Linked DNA regions of Rattus norvegicus: region 2 is linked to region 1. Evidence: chromatin contacts called from public Hi-C data. All regions are on one chromosome and are shown on one strand. Each heading gives the region's core, a stretch centred on a gene start, on an enhancer-like site or on the middle of the called end of the contact. The rest is flanking DNA. Distances are from core to core; before and after follow the strand shown. Region 1 holds the start of Cdk14 (cyclin-dependent kinase 14). Region 2 overlaps Cdk14 (cyclin-dependent kinase 14).

Region 1 (2,900 bases), core at 202-2,701:
AGAAAATTAGAGATATTGGGGAGGTAGAAAAGATACCATATGCATTCACGTGCAGGTCCATGCACACATACACACAGTGTGTGAGGACAAGCACACTGGGCCTGTGTCCTTACTCAAACTGGCCTTTTCCAAATGGACAGCAGTGTGACCACATAAGTATAGCACTCTAAATTTTTATCTTTGACGATTTTTTTTTTCGTCTTTGTTAGCTGGAAGAACCTATCAGTGTTTGGCTCTCTGTCTCTGTCTCTCTGTCTCTGTCTCTCTCTGTCTCTCTGTCTCTCTGTCTCTCTCTCTCTGTGTGTGTTCAGTTGTAACTGCTAATTTTCTAATTGATCTGACCACGTGATAAATGTTAAAACTTTTTTTTCCTGTATCAGGTCACACTTTGATGCCTTCTGTAATTATTGAGATTTGGCTGTCAGGATCCAACATCCCTGCGTTTAAACTATCTTGACTTTGCTCATGAATTCTTGGCTCTCTCCTCTGTTAGGGGCTTGGCTTGACTAGCTAGCTGCCTTTTATCAGTGGCAATCTACCAAAACCCTGTAATGTGCTCAGCACAGGGCGGAACAAATCCGTGTTCTACCTCACAATTTAAGGAAGGCAGGGGGCTAGTTTTTGTTTTAAGATAAAAATCTTTTGACAAAACACAAACTCCCCAAAACTTCCTTTAAACCAAACAGCATTGTCACGCCCACAAAAGCTCCTATTGCTTACACAGCCAGATGACTCAAGATCACTAACATTTCTATTCATAAGGACTTTGCTGGCCCAGAATCAGTACAACAGGCCTTCCCCCATCTTCCTTCACCCTCCCCTGGGAGACTGACGTTTGGAGTACCTCATTTATTAGGGGAAAAAAAAGACTGTGTTTTCTGCCGGAACTGTTTGTCCCGGGACTTTAAAAAAAAAAGCCACCCTTAAGTCCCTTTTCAAGTTCATTCACTGAAGTAGGGCAAGGAGGTGACAAAAGGTAGTAAATTTACTGATGACCTGAGTATCCCTCTGAGGAATCTCTGAGACATTCCTGTCATCCAGAGTCAGGGCTGAGGCAAAACACCCTGCCTTCTGGAAGTTCCAGGGGGCCATTTTCAGCTTTTGCATTGTACCCCAATGAAAATCAGGCCTCTTCTGGCCTTCGGAGCACCCACTTTCCCTGTAAATTAAAACCACCCACCCCACCCCACCCCAAAAAGTCTCTACTAAACCCGAATGCGTCCCCGAGGCACTCGTGCACCGCGCCCGACACTCCCCAACCTTTCCGGGTCGGGGCCAACAAGGATCGCACCGCACCGGGTGGACAGGGTCGGCCGGGAGCCCAGGGCGGCCGGCCGTCTGTCTGTCCGTCTGCCCGTGGGCTGCGGTCCCGGAGCGCGCGGGAGGAGCGCGGCCGCGGCCGGCGGAGCGCGGGCGGCCGGGAGGGGGCGCCGCCCGGGCGCGGTGGGTCCGGGAGGGCGGCGGAGGCCTCGGAGTCGGAGTCGGAACGCGGCGCGGGGTCGCGCCTGGGTCCCGGGCGCCAGGCCTCTGGCCAGGGCAGTCGCGGGTCTCCGTGCAGCGCCGCCCCTCGGGCTGGGGAACTTGTCCCGCGCGCCTCGCCTGCAGCCGCCTGCGCCTCCTCGGCCGCGCCGCCCCCGTCTCCGGTCGCGGCCGCGCGGCTCTGGCTTACAAAGGAGGGAAAATGCGGCGGGCAGCGGCGCAGCGCGGGGGCCCCCGGGCGGCGGGGATCGCGGCCGCCCCCGGCACCACGTAAGACGCCCCCGCGCGCCCAGCCTCGGCCCAGGCCCGAGCCCCGCAGGCAGGCGAGCGCTGCGCGTCGCCCGCGGCCCGCGAGGAGGCGGAGGAGCAGGACGAGGCGCCGCCTTCCCCGCGCCGCGCGCCCTCGCCCGCCGTTGTCTGCGCTGCGCTGCGCTGGACCAGTTTCGCGAAGTTGCCCGGGCCCCGCGTCGCCCAGATGTGCGACCTCATTGAACCGCAGCCGGCCGAGAAGATCGGCAAGATGAAGAAGTTGAGGAGAACTTTGTCCGAGAGTTTCAGCCGCATCGGTGAGTGTGGTCCGCTGTACCCCGGTGTCCTGCGGGCGATCCCCGGGCTCGCTCCCTCGGTCCCCGCGCCCTCTCCGTGCTCAGGGCACCAGCCAGGCAGCTGCCACCTCCGGGTGAGGTGCGGACAGGGATGGAGGAGGACCTCGGTGGGGACTCCCGGCAGGGCAGGGATAAGCTGGAGGGCTACCCCTCTCCCCCACGGTCTGAGCTTCATTCGTGGACTGTCTCAACCCTCCAATTTGAGTTCCTCCTCCCCGCCAATAGTATCTTTGGCGCCTACAGTGAACTGGAGAGGGGACACCAGGTCCCCACCGCCATCGGGGCTCTGTGGCCACCCAGGTTACTTTTTTTTGTTTTTGTTTTTGTTTTGTTTAAAGAGCGTTGGTATTAGGTGTTTAGCCAATAATGTAGCTTTGGGAATTGTCGAAACGTTGACAGGCGCCTGATGTTTTTTAACGTACTCAACCTAAAGGAAGTGGGACAGATACCTTGGGACCTTTTGTTCCGTACTTCTGGTCCTATAAATGGAGGTTTGGGTGTTCAGTTTGTAGGTCTCTGAACCTTCTAGCTGCTATGGTGAAATGCGAGCTGTGAAGTTGTGGGGGCATTTAGAATAAGTCTCATGAACTTGCACTGTTAGTGCAGTCCAGAGGCTATTGTCTTCTTTAAAAAGCAACCAACCAATTTAACAGAGAATAAACAAACAGCAATAAGAAAAAAGGATCGAGGAATGTTTAGGATACTTAAAGAATGAATCCACATTACAGGCTACAGCAAGATGACAGCTGTGTCATGTGGAAGGGGTTTGTTAAATCTTGAGTGTTGGTGGCAGAGAGCGCCTGTTAACCTGAAGGC
Region 2 (2,900 bases), core at 105-2,604, 230 kb after region 1:
AATCCAACAGCCCCACAGAACCCTCCAGGAAAACCTTCCTCTGACAGAGAAAATGGCCCCATTGCAGTCCTTTGCAATTCTTCTATTTAAGGAAAATGCCCATGAGCATCACTAACAACACTCTGGCAAAAGCAAATTCAAATACTCTGTGGGGGATACCTTCAGAGCCAGGAGCAACTGTGGCCTTTGCTCCTGCCTGACTTGCTGTGGCAGAAAAATGGAGGTGTGTGCATATGAGCCATCACAACGAGAGTGATTAATTTTATCTTTTACTGTTTTGTTTTAATATGGTGGCAGGATTTTGCTGTGTAATTTAGACTGTCCTCAGATTCACGATCCTCCTGCATCGGCCTGAATACTGGGATTATTGTGAAGTAGCGAAAGTGATTGTTTCAGATAAACATCGTTTTTTAGGGATAATAATTTTTTACAAAAATATAGTCTTATATGCAAATTGTAACAGATAAAATTTATATATTTATTTTTCTGGTAGAATAAATCTGAATATAAGAAACTGGCAAGTATTTTTAATAGGCTCTTTATGAATTACAATTGACATAATATCTGTACCGTGAGCCTGTCATTGTTTACAGATGCTATTACTCATGCTCTGGAAAGGACTCTTTTAACAACATATGAATGCAAAAATGACCATGTAGAGTGTTTACCCCTCTTGCAGTCAAAACTCCTAAAGACTTGATTAGTCATCTGGATAGAAATTTCAGAAACTGCTTTTGCAATTACAGTTATCTGTCAAGAATTCCTCCCAGAGAAATTGAGTAAGGGCTGCCAATTAATCCCAGATGTTGGAGTGAATTACATGTGAGAGTCTGAGTTCAGCTTCCAAAAACTTAGGGGAAAGCTCTTAAATGCTATAATTAGCAGCAGCAGCAACAACAGAAAACCCTTGCAGGCTATTAATCTATTCACTTGGAATTCTTCAATGAAACCTGACTGTTTTTATGTTACCCTTAAAGAACGCAGTGTTCTGGCCCTTGGCTGTCTCTGTAGAAATGGTGGTAGTAGGGAAGCAAGAGCAAAGGTAGATTATTATTATTTTATTTTTTAGAGTTACTTTTTAAAGTTTTCAATTTCACATCATTTTTTAAATTTTAATTTTTCAATAAAATTCTATATTCAGTTACATACATTTTAGAAATTAAAACTATTTTTGACCAAAGGGTCTCCTTTGCCACGGGGTTTCCCTAATTATCAACATCTTGTACGGGTGTGGTACTTCTGTTACAGATGATGAAGTATTGGTACGCCACTATGAATTGAAGCCATAGTCCCCATTAGGGTTCCATCCGTGTGGAGAGGATGTCACATACCCATCATTCTAGTATTGCACGGAACACTTTCCCATCTTTAACATTTTCTCTGCCCTATTTATTCCACCTCTCACATTCATTCGACCACTTCCAGCCACTCGTCTTATCTGCCATCTCTATAGCTTTCTTTTCCAGCATAAGGTATGGTTAGAACCAGAGTGCCAAGCCATTTAATAAATGCTTCTCCACACAGTAATAGGTGGGTAGAGGCCGTGCATATTGTTTTGTTGCTTGGTAGCTCAGTAAAATAGTGTTTCACTGTCTGATTGTGTCATAAATTATCTTACTGCTTACCCCAAAGATGCTTTGTTGCTTCAGTGGATAGATATTCCTTTTTCTATTCTTATGTTTTGGCCTAATTGTGTGAACAGAGCCACATGCATACTTAGTATCCTTGGGGGTCATAAGAGGACATCATATCTCTGGAACTGGAGTTACAGATAATTAGGAGCCACTGTATGTGATCTAGAAGCCAAACTTAGCTTCTCTGAAAGAACAGCTAACACTCTTAACCCGTGAGTCAAATCTCCAGCCCATTGCTATGTACATTCTTCCCCATGTTTTCAGATGAACGTAAGGTTTCATTCAGTTCATTTACTGACTTTGTCACTGTCACACGAAATTAATGGAAAGAATATCATGGACAACACGTTTATTTTAGCTTATGGTTTCAGGGCTTTGGTCCACGGTTGGCTGCTGTATGGGCTGTGAAACAGAAACATCACAGTAGTAAGGTGTGGAGGAGGAAAGCTTCTTACTTTGTGGAAGCCTGGAAGCAGACAGGACTTACAGCAATAGCAAAGGAGCAAGATACAGCCTTAAAGGCTCAGCCAAGTGAGTCCTCTTTTGGCAGTCTTCACCTCCTGAAGTCTTCAGTACTTCCAGCTATCCCAATAATGCTAACCACTGAGACTAAGCCTTTGGTACAGGAGTCTCTAGGGGTTATTCTTGATCCAAACCATAACAGATACCTACTTTCTTTTATATCATCGAAATGAGGTAGATATTCAGGGTATATGTTAGGATCCAAAAGCCAAATAACACGGCCTCCCATGAAAACCCCACTGTCCTTGTGGATGGCAGATGAGTGACTATTGAATGTATAGAGATGTGTAGGGGAGAGCATAGGGAAGTCTTGGAAGGACATTGAAAAAATAAGCCTACATTTGCACACACACACACAAACACACATATATGTTCATGTGCACATCTGTCATGGCACATGTGTGGAAGATAGAGGGCAGCTTGTAGGCGTGAGTTCTCTCTTTCCACCATGTGGATCCTGCCGATTGAATTCAGGTTGTCATGCTTGGCCCCATATGTAGAGTTATTTCACCAGCCATAGGAAGACATTTTACTAACATTAATAGTTGGCTAGAGAAGTGGGAACTAAATGCTTAAGTCCTTGTGCAAGCCTATTTAATTCAATGATTATAAAAATTCTTTTAAAAGGATTACCTCAGTTACGTGGTTTGTGGTGTGTGTGTGTGTGTGTGTGTGTGTGTGTGTGTGTGTGTGCGCGCGCGCGCGCGTGCGCACACGTGCATCAAGCATGTTCAGGTGCCCACA

The links. A called contact is a pair of places that touch in the nucleus more often than the background predicts.
Region 2: a contact with region 1 is called in a Hi-C map of psoas muscle, with 1.6 times the contacts expected there. The contact joins the enhancer-like site here to the promoter of Cdk14 in region 1. A contact is called at or near these places in 2 of 12 Hi-C or Micro-C datasets (the Rat2 cell line and psoas muscle).

Annotation. Positions count from the first base shown.
Region 1 is chr4:29,619,766-29,622,665 of GRCr8, forward strand. It overlaps Cdk14 (cyclin-dependent kinase 14), which reads left to right and starts at 1,452. Exons shown (of 15, transcript NM_001395582.1): 1 at 1,452-2,045. The coding sequence starts at 1,955.
Region 2 is chr4:29,848,112-29,851,011 of GRCr8, forward strand. The region is part of intron 5 of Cdk14 (cyclin-dependent kinase 14); the gene reads left to right. Among named protein-coding and RNA genes, the nearest start is that of Speer4cl3, 200 kb to the right of the region's middle. Within about 2 kb of position 1,355, at least 6 of the 93 cell types and tissues checked have an H3K27ac peak or open chromatin away from gene starts, as enhancers often do.